Linked DNA regions of Mus musculus: region 2 is linked to region 1. Evidence: chromatin contacts called from public Hi-C data. All regions are on one chromosome and are shown on one strand. Each heading gives the region's core, a stretch centred on a gene start, on an enhancer-like site or on the middle of the called end of the contact. The rest is flanking DNA. Distances are from core to core; before and after follow the strand shown.

Region 1 (7,494 bases), core at 3,509-6,008:
ATAATTGATTAATTAAAAAGAATCTGGGTCAATGCTCTCCCCTACCCCCATTCCATTCCTTTACCAGCTTTATTAGTATACTAAATCTACATACTTATCTTTCTGGAATGTTCTGTCCTCTTCATACACTGTGTCTCATTGCTCCCAGTGATAAACACCATTCATCACTGCAGCTGAGACTCACTGGACAGACATTGGCAATTGCTTGGATTGGCTTCCAATGCTGCACTCTCACCTCAATGAGCTCCACTCCTCTGGCATGGGAGAACAGTCAAAATTCTTCCGTTCCTGGGTCTCAGTTTCTGCCCTATGTGATTATGATCTGTCTATTTCTCACATGGTGCAAAGTCTTCTCCTAGGAGTCCTACAGGCATACATGCAAAGGTGCTGAGACTAGCCAGCAGGGCATCCTCCTGGCACCATACCCCTGGGTTTGAAGTGTACTTCTTAGGCTTCCACAGCTGGGCACCAGCCTTCCTAGGCATACAGAGATGCTTTCTGTGATGGCTTGAGTGAAAAATTCTCTCTCTCTCTCTCTCTCTCACACACACACACACACACACACACACACACACACACACACACACATCAGCTCAAGTATTTGAAGACTTGTTCCCTGGTCAGTGGTGCTGTTTGGTAGGTTCAGGAGTCACAGCATTATTGGAGAAAGTACATCACTGAGAGAGAGGACTTTGAGATTATACAAGTTCACTCTACTCCCAGTTCATTTGTTCTTCCTCATACTTGTGGTTAAGCTATGATTTCTTAGCTTACCCTTCCCAGAAGCCATGCCTGCCTGCTGCAGTACCTCCCCTTCAAAATGGACTCTTAACCCTCTGGGACCATCAGCCCAAATAAACTCTCTCTTCATCACATTCATGGAAAATTAACAGTACACTTACTTTTGCATGAAAAACTGCCCACGGCTTCTTTTAAAGGGGGTACTATTCAGCTGAGGGAAAGAAAGAAAGAAAGAAAGAAAGAAAGAAAGAAAGAAAGAAAGAAAGAAAGAAAGAGAGAGAGAGAGAGAGAGAGAGAGAGGGAGGGAGGGAGGGAGGGAGGGAGGGAGGGAGGGAGGGAGGGAGGGAGGGAGGAAGGAAGGAAGGAAGGAAGGAAGGAAGGAAGGAAGGAGGAAGGAAGGAAGGAGGGAGGGAGGGAGGGAGGGAGGGAGGGAGGGAGGGAGGAAGGAAGGAAGGAAGGAAGGAAGGAAGGAAGGAAGGAAGGAAGGAAGGGAAGGGAAAGAGAAGGAGGAGATGCAGAATGAAGAAGAGGAGGAGGAGGAGGAAGAGGAGATTTCCCTCTTACACAGGAGCAAGCAGACTGGGGTTGCAAAGGACCAACATTCAAGGGCTCAAGGGTGCTTCAGAAGGCTTCAGAAGAAACAAGAAGGACCAACCTTCTGTGCTTTCTCTTTGCCTGTGAGTCAGAAGTCAGGGCAGAGTTGAGATGTATGAATCTCAGTCACAGAGTGGGAGCCAAGGTGTAGGAGGCCCCGTGGTCAGAGCAAGCAGCTCTGAATTACTGTACATGGAACAGCATTTGTATTTCTCTGAAGGGGAAAGGACCCACTGTTTCATTCTCAACGCAGCCTGTCAGGTTCCCAGGCACAGCTACATAATGAGCAAGGCCCATGTCAAATGAACATGTGTGTTCAAAGAAGAGAAAACAGCTTCTTTTTCCTTCATGTTCTTGACTTGTTATGGTGGGTTGGGCTTCACAATTAGATATCATGCTCTCTCACAGCCTAGGGGACATTTGAGGAGAGAAACAGGTCCTCATAGATGTGCATAGCTGACCCTAGAGAGGTACTTAGGAACCCAATATGATCTCGCTGGGCTTAGGGACAGAACTCAGGTTCCACCTGGGGGTCAGGTGGCAGGGCACATGGGAACCTGTTTATGGGAGGGGGAAAAGAGGAAAAGAGGTGCCTCAACAATGAAGCACAGAAAACGAAGACAATCAGTAATTTCTCAATAAGATGGTCACCACAGATCAATCAGCCCTAAGTGTAACGTCATCTCATTTCTAGTGTCATTTTGACGAAATGTTATGAGCCTTTTTGTTTACTGTCCCACCAACCTGGGTCCAAGGTTTTGGCTCTCTGTCTTTGGCCACACTGTTTAGGCACCGTGCCTTTCAGACCATGTTCTGCTGATTAGGCTAGCCGCTTGGCAACCATGGACTCTTGCCATGTTTCGTATGTCCTTCGTTGCCTCACATGCCATCCAAGAAGGGTGTCTTTAAACTCACACAGGCCTGGAAGAAGACCAAGCTTACCAGCACATTTTCACATGATGAGAGGACAGACAGAGGCATGGAGACATTTTTTTCTTTCTTTCTTTTTTTATTTATTTTTATTAGATATTTTCTTTATATACATTTCAAGTGCTATCCCGAAATTTCCCTATACCCTCCCCCTACCCTGCTCCCCTACCCACCCACCCACTCTCACTTCTTGGCCCTGGCATTCCCCTGTACTGGGGCATATAAAGTTTGCAATACCAAGGGGCCTCTCTTCCCAGTGATGGCCAACTAGGCCATCTTCTGATACAAATGCAGCCAGAGACACGAGCTCTGGGGGTACTGGTTAGTTCATATTGTTGTTCCACCTATAGGATTGCAGACCCCTTTGGCTCCTTGGGTGCTCTCTATAGCTTCTCAATTGGGGGCCCTGTGTTCCACCTTATAGATGACTGTGAGCATCCCCCACCCCCCTTCGACTCACCACTCTGCTCATCTGCAGTGCAATCCCAAAACTGGGATTCCAACCCATTCACCCACAGAGCCCACTTACCAAGTGCTTTGCACAATATGAAGCCCAGGAGGCAATGAGCAATGGCTTCCTTTATTTCATCCTTAAAATAGACCAAAGGGGTTGGGCCTTCCATTCTCTGAGATCATTTTAGGCAGTGGATGTAAGAACTCGGAGGAACTTGCCCAAATCCCTTCTCTCATCCACCAGCCCTCAAGCAGTGGAAATGACACCCAGAGAGTCTGTAAGAGGCAAAGGGTTGAGCAGCAAGGGACTTGTGACAGAAGGGATCCGCATAGATAAATACTTTGCAAGTCTGGCTTCATACAGAATGTGAAGGCTTGGCTTTAAGAGATTTAAATGTGGCAGCAACAATGACCCCAGGATGCTAAGATCATAGATTATCCAGACCGGATGTCAGTCTGGCTATGGAATTAAATTCTCAGTTGAAAGTAAGAAAACCAAAGCAGTGGGAAGGAAGTGGCTAGCCCAATACTCCTCAAGCACAGCTTGGGGACCGGACAACCCCGAGAAGAGGGAAATGGTGAAGTCTTGTTGAACAGATGTCAAAATTGCCATGTTTATAAATCAACTTGCCCAAACCTTCCTGGCCAGCAAAGGGACAGCCATCATTTCTTGCTTGGTCTAAGACCTAACAATGATGCCCTTTTCAAACATCTGAGTTACAAGTTTAAAAACAAAAAACAAAAGAAACAAACAAAAAACCCCCAAAACCTACTGTCTTTAGAATTTGACAGAACTTCGTTTAAAAATGTCTCCATCACTAACTGGCTATGTGGCCATAAGTAAACTAATTTCCCTAAGATACTATTTCTTCACCAGCAAAGGAGCATTAGTGAGATCACCAAAGTTTCTGGACTTTACAATAGAAGTTCCAGAGCAGGAACATACTTCATAGACAAGCTGGCACACAGTAGGTGTTCGCCCAAGGCATTTGAACGCATCGGCAGCCGAGTCAGATAGGTAGATAGCACTTGGGCAAGGTCCTGTCTGCAGGAGGATGTATACATCTCTGCCTAAAGCTCATGGAAGAAAACCAACCAAATGTGGGGAAGTCTGAGATGGGTCACTTCCCACTGTGACCCCGGAAAGCAGGCTAGGAGGTCCGAGATGGGAGGCAAAGAAGGGAAGTTGAGGAGGAAGAGTAAGTATGAGAGAATTTCCATTTCTGGAGGTTTTAATCTTGGTTTTTTTTTTTTTGTTTGTTTTTTTTTTTCTATTTAAAGGCTTGCTCTCTGATTAATGAACCCCATTTCGGGTCCCTGTTCTTAGTAGGAACCCATATCCAGTAAGAACCAACTTGCTTGGAAAGTCCACTGGGGTACTATGGCTCTGGCCTGGGCTCACAGATTGAGTGCCTTAATTTGAATAAAAGCGCTAGAGGATTTCCAGGGGAAACACCAGGGCAGCCTTCTAACTGCTGCTGATCTTGTGACACACAGAGAGTCCAGAAGGTTCTTCTTGGATGACTTTACTCAGCAGATACGTGCTGGTGTCCCACCCCTGCTAGGCTTGGGCTCTGCCAGGGAACCATCCTGGACATCTCCCCAGCCACAACCCAGGAGGGGCCGTAGATACAGGGATCAAAGGTTATGCCTCTGAACTAGTAAGGGCTCTTAAAGAATGAACCCTTCCAGGGACTGCAGGATGACTAGGGGACACTTGATTGGGAGCATGTAGTGTCTTGTGACTGCTATCACAAAGTGCTGACATCTGGGTGACTTTAGACAACAGAGATGAATTATGAAAACAATGAGTGAGCAGAGTCCTGTTCTTCCTGACTCCACAGGGAACACCTCTTCCTCATACCTGCTAGATCCTGCAGTCCATGGCTTGTGGAAGCACCAGTTACGTTCCTGCCTCCCACTGCCTGTAACCTTCTTGCCATATGTATTCTTCAGTGTAACCCTAGCTGAACTTAGCATCTACAAAGGTCACATTCACAGGTTCTGAAGGTTAGGATTTGACCTTACCTTCAGGAGTGTAACAGTTAATCATTATTATCTTGGCTGCATTTACAGTCCCTGAGAGGCTGACCACATTCTGGGATTGTCTAAGGGTCACAGAAAATTAAGCAAAGGGGAAGACTCCAATCTAAGGGGGATGTTGCTAGAAGACCAAACTTTTACCTTTCCCCACATCTCATCTCCATGTTTTAGGCTGTTCTCCTCCACCTGCCCTTTAATGATAGGCTAACCCTTCCGACACCATACACTGAAATAAATTCTTTCTCTTTTAAGTTTCTGTCAAGGTTTAGTAACAAAAGCTATCTCAGACAGGAAATCAGTTCCACACATTACACACAGAGCAACAGAGTGGCATAGGCAGTGGCAAAGCCCAAGCCAGGCAGGAAGAAGCCAGCCTGTCCCAAGCTGGGCAGGAAGGGAGTCCCGTGGGCAGCACACTGATCATGTTGTACCAGGAGAGGGAGGAGAGAATGACAAAGGAACTGACCAGCTCTTCCTCCTCTGATAAAGGCGATCATTGGTCCTAGCTCATACTGGTGTTTGTCCCAGAGAGGTAGCTGTCTTGACAGGGAGTCTTATACCAGGTTCTTCCACACTTTAAAACAGCACCCCACTTGTGACTGACCTGACACTCTATGGCTTTCAGATGGGAGAAAATTGTTCTTAGCAGTAAAATGGAGACTGAGGAGAAAGTATCCCTGTGACATCCTGGCAAACATCAGAAGAGAATAGGGAGCATCCTTCTGTCAAAAAAAAAAAAAAAAAAAAAAGGAAGTAGGGTATCTTGGGGTCCAGGAGCAAAGGGTTATGTCAGATATTAATGTTTCTCTTCTGGGCAGGCTTCTTCTGATCTAAGGCTACCCGATATTCATTCCCAAATAGCTATGTAGAGCATCTCTTATGTGCACTTCTTCCTGACAGACAAGCCAAATCTCTGTTTCCTAGAGATTATTATACCATGGGCAAAGAAATGGGCAGAGTAGCTGAAACATGTGAGGCACTTGAAAAAGCACCAAGCTCACTAGAGGACAGTAAAGCTATCCAGAGGACTCACGGGCATCATCAGATGCTGGGAAGTCTGAATGTTATCATGGGGATATTGTTATCTGGCCCAGAGGAGGAACTGAGCAATGAAAAGAAAGAGGAGTCATCATTTACAAAGAACCTGGGACAGAATTCTACCCTGAACTGCAGTTAGAGGGGAGAGAGAGCAGGATGACATTAGGAGATGGTAAGCCAGAGTCCAGGGTGTTATGATTATTTAAGCCCCATCTTTGTAAAATGTGAGAAACTTAGGGCTTGAGAAGCTGTTGGGGTCTTGTAGTAGGACTTCCATTTTCGAAGGTTGCCTAGCTTTGCCTTAAGAATAACTATTGAAAGGTAAAGCAGAAACAGGAACAAGAATCCAATGGCTGTGTTAATAATCTAGGCAAGGGGAATGTGGCTGGACCATGGTAGGAACAGGGGGGAAAATGTGAAACTGTCATTTTGGATATGTCCTGCTCATAGATTGGACATGTAAGAGGACAGTCCAAGAAGGGCTTATTCCAAACTCTAATAGGGACTGAAAAATGCAGGATCAGGAAACTGCAAGAGAGGAAATGGAGAAGACCTTCAGTATCTGAGGCCATAAGACACTGAGCAGAAGCACGGAAGAAGCAATTGGGGGACATTTGACAGAAGTCAGGCCTGACAAAGGAATGTTCCAAGTACTTGACTGCAGATAGGAGAGGGCAAACAAGGATCAAAGCTATGGATAGGAACAATCTGGAAGACAGACAAGGATTTGGGTCACAAGAAGTCAGTTTTCTTCCCATAGTGCTCCAACTGGGATTTTAGGTAGGTTGTCTCCCTGTTCTGATCCCTAGACTCCTCTAGGACTCAAAATAACAGCTCACAGCTTACCATCTCCAATCTCTGAATTCTAGTATCAGCTTCACTAACTTTAAGTTCCTGATGTTGCTGGCTAGGAAGAGTACTGTAAAGACAGGCCATGCCTTGGAACTCTTTCTAGAACACAATGCTCTTCTCTGTAGATTATCTCATTTTTCTCTGCCACATTGCACCAAAGCCCTTGGATTTCTGGGCTTCCACTCTTCTAAGCAAACCTTTGTTTGAGTGTTCCCAGTCCCAAGGCACACACACTGACCCTGCTCCAGTCCCTTCTTTAGACCATTCTCCACTCAGAAGCCACAGTGATTTTAAAATAAAAGCCTGGTGTCTCTCAAACCTGTGGGCCCACCTCCCCTTTCCCTGCATTGCCAGCTCCTTCAAACCTTGGCTTGACTATCCTGTCCCCAGAAAGAGACTCAGTTGAAGCCCATGCCAAGTGGATGTGTTCTGCTTTAATTCTCTTTCCCTTCATTGCTTATCTTTGTTCTTCTTAAACCCAAGTTAGTTATCTCCTTATGTTTCATCTGAAATTTGACTCGGATCTGTGTCCGCCACTGGCCACATGCTCAGCCGAGCAGAGCCTCATCCATCTTGTGTCATCGTGTCGATCACCAGAACCAAGCTGGTGGTGAACCAAGAGCAGGTGTCCAGGTGCTATTTAAATAAATGCACATTTGCATAAATATGTAAAATATTTAACAAGACTTTTTAAAGAAAGAGGAAAGGAAAAAGGAAGGAAGAAGAAAGAGAGGGAAGGAAAGGAGAAGGGAGAGGAAGAAGAAAATAAAGACAAAAGTTTAAAAGGAGGGAGGAAAGGGTAGGGAGGTGAGGGGGAAATGAGGAAAGAAGGAAGAAGGGAAG
Region 2 (7,494 bases), core at 3,351-5,850, 190 kb before region 1:
CTGTTTTCTAGAACTGATGACGGTGGTAGGAGTCCTCAATGTCTTTGGATACTCATACCAAGAGAGAAAAGTTGACTAAGCTATTTTTAGAAGAGAACTGGTCTCCTGATGAATGAGATGCTCTAAGGAAGTGGAAATGATCCATGCCCGAGAGCATCCATGAAGACCTTTGCATTTCAAACATGGTGGGAACAAAGCCTGCCAAGCCACTAACAGGTGCTAGAACCCCTACTTATTATGATTATCCCCTCCTCCCCTGTACACAGCTTGGAAGAAACCACAACAAAGAAAAGGGGAGGAGTAGAGGTAGGGAAGAGAAAAAAAAAGAAGAAAGGGGCTGGGGAGGTAGCTCAGCCACTGAAAGCATCAGAAACTGACTTCAGTCTCTACGGTTTGGATATGAAGCTGGGCGTGGTGGCCCAGGCTTATAGTCCTGTAGAAGAATAGACAATAGCATACTTGGGGCTCATTTCGGGACAGTATAACCTAAACAGTGACTTCCCTAGTCCTAGTGAGAGGCCTTGTCTCAAAATACAAGGTTAGCAGTTCTTGAGGGATAATAACCAAGGTGAACTAATACTTCCATATGCACACACAGAGATATACACAGACATACCTACACAAACAAAAACATGCACACATATAATATACATACTATACACACATAAGCATAAATGTACACACAAGAACATATACACACATGAACATGTGTGTGTGTGTGTACGTGTGTGAAAATATACACCCATAACTGAAAGAAAAAGTAATAATGTTTTCTTTCCAGATTTTAAGTGTACCTGCTAGATTTATTGGGTCTGTATGTCCCTATCTACTATAAGCTGAGGCTTACAGATATTAAATCTCTAAAAATCTGCAGGTTAGAATGTTTTCCATCCTCCACATCAGCAGTTCTCTCGGTTAGTCCTGGACTTGCAGTGTTAGCATGACTTGGGAACATGTGACTCATGCAGATGTCCAGTTTCCATCCCAGAGCTACTAAAATCTGAAGCCTGGGTAGTATGATCCAGCACTCCAGGCTGGCCTTGAATTCTAGGCGCTCTCAGCTGGGTAAGTGCTAGGAGTACAGGTGTCTGCCACCATCTGTGGCATCTCTCCATGATTCAATGCATTTAAATAGTGAAAGCCACTGCTCTGAGGTGCTTTGTAATGAGTAGTTAATTAAAAAAAAAATTGTTGATTAGTGCACTTAAAACATTTGTTGCTTCAACTAGAGACTATTCTGAAAGCAATTTTATTTTGACCTTGGACCAATCAGTTGGAAAAGGGAGAAGCCAGCAAACTTATGGAAATCTAATCAGCCATGTGAAGTATGATAATGCTGGCATTTGGTACCTGGCACAAAACAGCAGGTTGCTGCTTTACGTACAAAGGTGTGACTGGCAAAGGAGTTACCAAGTCTCACTGCTTCCTTTTCTTACTGCTTCCTGCTGAGGCTTAGAAGGAGGGGTCCTCTCCAGCTGTCAAGGTACAGTGGGCTGGCCATGCTAGAGGTATCCTTGTCCAAAGGTCGTCTCTATCCCTACAAGAAACAACACAAGTTTCCTCAGCGGGGAGGTGACTTAGTAATGGATACCAGAACACAGTGGGAAGGGGAGAGACAGTCGATGTCATTTCTGTCATAACCCAACATGTAAGTTGACTGACTACAGTCAACTTTTAGCAGATGCTAAAGCAGGTTTTAAAATGACTGGTCTTCCTGGCTGCTTGCGCTGGTTGTCACACAAAGGGAAAAAAATACTGGGGGGAGGGGGGAAACAAAGATTAACTTTAGAGTAATTTTTCTTTTGTACTATCTCTTTTTAAACGCTGTAGGGTTTTGTTTTTGTCTTCTCTTCTTCTGCAGAAAAATGAGAATATTATAAAAGCACCTCTTAGGACCAGGGAAATGCCTCAGTGCTTGTTGTATGAGTACATGAATTTGAACCCCCAGAACCCATGGGAGAGTTGAGCACAAAAGCCTGTCTGTCATCCCAGTACTCATATGCCAAACTCAGAGGCAAGGACAGGATGACCACCAGAAACCTGTGAGCCAGCCCCACTTGGCTGTCATATATAGCCGTGAACACAGTGTGATCCATCTCAAACAAGGTACAAAGTGAGGACAAATCCTGAAGTTATTTGACCTTCTCATGTGTGCCATAGAATGAATACACACACACACAAACACACACATATACAGCAAGTCAGCTAATCTAGCCTGAAACAGCTTGTTGTGGGTTCATTGATCGATGTCCTATATCTGAGTTTGCTAATAGAAAGAACACCCTCTATACTGGCTGGTTTTGTGTCAACTTGACACAAGCTCGAGTTATCACAGAGAAAGGAGCTTCAGGCGAGAAATACCTCCATGAGATCCAGCTGTAAGGCATTTTCTCAATTAGTGATCAAGTGGGGAGGGCCCCTTGTGGGTGGTGCCATCCCCGGGCTGGTAGTCCTGGGCTCTATAAGAAAACAAGCTGAGCAAGCCAGGAGAAGCAAGCCAGTAAGTAACATCCCTCCATGGCCTCTGCATCAGCTCCTGCTTCCTGACCTGCTTGTGTTCCAGTCCTGACTTCCCTGGTAATGAACAGCAATGTGGAAGTGTAAGCTGAATAAACCCTTTCCTCCCCAACTTGCTTCTTGGTCATGATGTTTGTGCAGGAATAGAAACCCGACTAAGACACCCTCCTTGACATTACCTGACCACAAAGTTTATGTTTCCAGGCTATGATGTCTTTCAGCCATCACCACCAGCTACTTTATTGTCTGGCTTTCCATGGGCTTTACTCTTCTATTTTCATTCATTACAGTCTCCTTCTCCCTCCAGAATTTGTATCTTTTCCTGGTCCCAAAGTGTTAGAGAATTTCAAAGCCTTGGCCTCGTGTGGTCATACTAGAATCTACTACCTTTCCTGTGTCACAGAGTAGAACCAATTTGGTATGAGGAACAGAGGTTATAGTGATGCCAAGAATGGGGGACATTACATATAGAATGACATGGATATATGAGGATTTATGGCTAGAAATAAAGAGTGTCAGTTCTTACATTTATAGTCACATTTTATTATAACATCACCTCTCCTGCCACAGAGATAATAACTAAACAAGAGGTGGAGGTAAAATTTAGAGTACCAGTTACAGAGCAGACCAACAAAGCAAAGCTGGTAGCACTGGACATGGAAGACACATAAGTCCCTAAAGGTACACTATCAGAAATGCAATAAGTTATTTCAACACATTTATTCATTTCACACACACACACACACACGCACGCACGCACACACACACACATACACACATACACACAACTACTACAGTGTTTTTGGGAATTCTGCCAAATCATGAAGGGAAAATGTGGGCTAATCACCCCAGCCTTCACATGGATGTTGGACTAAAAAGAAAGAAAGGGTGGTTGAGCATTTCAAAGAACCAATCCATGCCCTATGTTTGAGGTGTGGTAGGGAGGAAGCTTAACTCAGCAGAGGGCACAAGGGAGGCAACTGGCTCTCCAAGTGTGCTTCTGACAAGTGATGGGGCACCACCAGGCCCTTGCTAGGAAGGCACATGCTCAGAGCTCACTAAGAATTCTAGAGTAGTAAGTTCTGGAGGGGTGAGGCTGGAAGGGGGTGTGTGGGGGTGGAGTAGAGGTTGTAGTTCAGAAATCTGGGTTCACAAGTCTCTCGGTGGAGGAAGAGGTGCTTGCACAGCTGCAGCTTGGAAACCACCATTGATACTCAAGAAGTGAGTAGTGAATTTCCCCAGCTGGAGCTGGTTTAGAACGGTTTAAGACTAGAGGAAGTGACCTCTGCACCCAATCTTCAAAGGAGAGTTCTACAAAAATGACAAGAGACACAGGCAGGAACATTCCAGGAATTCCAGGTGTTTGTGTACTTGAATCACAACACAATGCCTCCAAACCTCCCATTTTCTCACTGGATGTAGAATTAAATCCAAGGAAATTATGTAGGGACATAGGTATCAGGGGTATTAACTGCTTCTCCATTTTCTTCCCCACCTCCCTGTCTTTTGACAGTACTGGGAGCTGAACCCAGTACTGAGAAGGGAACTAGGAGCTAACCTGTATGCTGGGCAAGCACTGCCACTGAGCTACAGTCTTGCTTATTTGCTCTTTTTTTTTCTTTTCAAGCAATTTTAATGCCCTTCAGCTAACTCCTTGAATGAACCAGAGGTTCATATGCCTAAGGATTATCCCTTGGTTTAGAAAGAGGGAGGTATGGGAAAATGATTAATGGAGCATGGTGCTCTCAATAGAACGAGGCGGGTGCGACACCATGCCACACTTTGAGTAACAAAATGCCACCAAATATGTACACATTGAATCCCATAGACAGACACAATAAATGTGCAACAGCAGGTTGATTCTCAGGGGCAGAATTCAGGGGTTGAGGATAGGACTGGGATAGAGACCTTTTACTCATAGTAGTTTACTTTTGTACAATGTGCATTGCATTCATAATGCAAAGAAACAGACACAGGATCCTCACAGCACATGAAAAGATAGCAAGCCTCCCTCCTCACAGGTTCAACCTCCTGGAGGTACTATCAGGATGGGGGAGGAGACAGGGGGAGGAGACAGGGGGAGGTGCATGCCTCTGTCATTACCATTTTTGGTACTTTTTTTTTCTAACAGGATGTGTTGTGTGGGTCAAAGCCCAGAGCCAGAAGTGAGAAAAGCTGCTCTTTAGAGTACAGCCCCGAGTTCCTGGAATTTAGAAATTGGTCACTGAAGAGCAATAGCAAGAGGAAGGTCAAGTTTAGGTACAAATGGAGGTGGGCCCTTAGGAAGCACTGTGGTGGTAAGGGGACTCACTGTGACCCCATTCATTAAAAGAACAATTGGTGGTTTCAGACACCTGAGCAAGAGGAGAAGGAAAGCTAGACAGAAGAAATACTGGCCCACATCTCCGTCCAAAAAAGGTAAAAATATATAGTTACAAAGAAAGCAGCTTCTATGAAAAGTCCTCTCTCAGCAGCTTTGAGCAACCTCAGTAAAGACTTTCTCCCCATTTCTTTTCTGCTTCAACTTCCCCAAGGCCTGGGACAAAAAGAACCCTATACTTACTAGGTTTTAATTAGATGCCAGTGTCTGTTTATTAACCCCTTTTATGGCTCTCAGTTCTTTACAAAATCCTGGTTGGGAAAAGAGACTGTTCAAAAAGGTGGTAACTAAGGCCCCAAAGAACAGAGCAACTTGGTGTGAAGTTGTGATGGTAATGTCAGGATTTGAATCTTCTTCCCCCCAGACTCCCAAATCTCTTCTGTACTGAATTTGCACTATGCTCAGCAATGAGAAAGACAGAGCTCTGTCTTGGATCCAGCATTTGTGCGAGCCACAGCTCTGAGCCCAAACCTCTGAATCTGAAATCCACAATTGAAGGCAGGAGAATTGTGTGTGTGTGTGTGTGTGTGTGTGTGTGTGTGTGTGTGTGTGTGTGTGATTTCTAAGAAGACAAAAAGAAAAAAAAAAGTCACCAAGGAAGTCCTGTTGAAGACACAGTAAGGAATACCAGGATGTATCTGCTTGGATAACCACAGTTTGTATTTGCTTCTGTAAAAATACTGGTTTATCAACTCCTTGTACTTGATGGCAATCTCCAGCCCATCCATCACAGAAGCTTTCTGTTTGAACATTGCCCAATAGCCAGGCCCACACAGCTCCCTGCTCCCAGCATACTGTGAAAATAAAAGCTTATTTGAAAGGGATATGACCTTCTCTGGGATTTCACAAAAAGCTTACTAATGGCTTTAAGGTGAAAGGCACCTTAACTCAAATAAGAAATAGCGTCTGTGGGATTGCTTTGTTGAATCATTCAGTGTGCTTACAATATAGAGATGACTTACAGCCAGCAAAGGGGACCAACATATGTGAGTGTAATACTGATAGTCCCATGCCTCAGCATGTATTGTGGCCAGAGAGAGGACAATGCTTGAGTCTTCTTTGGACTGGCTATGAAACTGGGGTCAGAGAATGAGAGAATGGTAGGAAACCTTTACAGTAGAAGCACCTAGTATAATGTAGAGGATGCATCCTTGGCTCAAAGAGGAAAGGAGGAACATTTTCAGAGCCCTCAATATTCTCTATGCTGATAGAGTTGAAATTGGTTTCAGCCCCTGCCTATGGATTTGGAGTAAGATTTTAGATCTCTCGTTACCAACTTGCTTTATAATTTGTAGGTGTCTCATATTCCTCAAAGGATTTGAAGTTGTTTGGGGTGCAGTCATCAATTCCACTGCAAAAGTAGCTTCTTTGCCCTTTACAGTCAGTCAGTCAGTCAGCAGGAACATACATCGTGGACTTCCACATCATTTCTGGCAACAGCACAGACTGTGGGCATCCACTACCAACATGAATCTCAGCATGGTCCCCAGTGGCAGTATGTATCAAGGAAATCAGCATGGCCCTGTGTTAGAGCCTGGGCTATGGGCACCCTTCATAGCGGTCAATAGCAGCCCAGCTCATGGACATCAACAGGGATTCTGGTGGCAGCACAGACCAAGAGTATCTGCCTGGCCTTCATTGGTAATGGTGAAGAAAGATTCTAAAGTTAGCTGATGGCTTCCTCCATCATTTCTCATGTTTATCTCAAGATTTATGTTCAAGGTCTCAAGAAATGAAATAAAAATGAAAAGGTACAGGGAAATGAGAGTATCCAGACTTGATGGGATATATTACTGGGATACTGAGAGAGCTGACAAATGAAGTTGTCACCTAGCCTGTTACTTATAACTGGACATTTTTACAAGCTTCTTCTTTTATTAACGAATCCTACTTTCAATACCAAATCTTCCTTCATTCTTTCTCTAATCTTACAAGATAGGAAAAGCCTTTATTTATGTTTTTCAATACCACATGCCTACTTAATTTTAGTCTTCAACATTCTGAAATGATGCTATTTTCTTTTAAATATCTCTTAACTAAGACTTCATGGCTCATGAAGATGGGTTTCATGTATCTTCTCGAACCTATAGACTATTAGAGAACAAAGCATGAGTGCCCCTAAGGTCCAAATCAGAGAACATGAAGAAGAAAATATTAACTATGGAGAATGAACACGTGAATGAGAGTGAGAGGGTGAATGACAACTACAGCAGTTGGGTTATTGGTACCCAGCAGTCAGGAAGGGCAGGTCTCCATGGCATAGGACGTGCAGCATCAGAATCCTATCATTTGGATGAGTACAATGGAAGACAAAGGTAGTCAGTCCCAAGAAAAACAAATACTTAAGCACTTACTAAAACCTCTCTTAGTACATATTTCCTGTGAGATACCTATGGGTATCTGTCATGGTTTGTATATGCTTGGCCCAGGGAGTGGCACTATTAGGAGGTGTGGCCTTGTTGGAGTAGGTGTGCCATTGTGACCTTCAGCTTTAAGACCTTTGTCCTAGCTGCCAGAAAGCCAGTCTTCTAACTGTATTTGGAACAAGAGGTAGAACTCTCAGCTCCTCCAGCACCATGCCTGCCTGGATCCTGCCA

Evidence for each region. A called contact is a pair of places that touch in the nucleus more often than the background predicts.
Region 2: a contact with region 1 is called in a Hi-C map of Th1 cells, with 2.9 times the contacts expected there. The contact joins two enhancer-like sites. A contact is called at or near these places in 6 of 484 Hi-C or Micro-C datasets (B cells, the N1E-115 cell line, Th1 cells and 2 more) and 1 of 115 datasets of contacts at active chromatin or transcription factors (Th17 cells).

What each region holds. Positions count from the first base shown.
Region 1 is chr15:62,262,410-62,269,903 of GRCm38.p6, reverse strand. No RefSeq gene overlaps it. Among named protein-coding and RNA genes, the nearest start is that of Pvt1, 230 kb to the right of the region's middle. Within about 2 kb of position 4,758, at least 27 of the 459 cell types and tissues checked have an H3K27ac peak or open chromatin away from gene starts, as enhancers often do. A contact at or near this core is called in B cells, Th1 cells and Th17 cells, where this site is marked.
Region 2 is chr15:62,454,402-62,461,895 of GRCm38.p6, reverse strand. No RefSeq gene overlaps it. Among named protein-coding and RNA genes, the nearest start is that of Gm41333, 210 kb to the left of the region's middle. Within about 2 kb of position 4,600, at least 34 of the 459 cell types and tissues checked have an H3K27ac peak or open chromatin away from gene starts, as enhancers often do. A contact at or near this core is called in B cells, Th1 cells and Th17 cells, where this site is marked.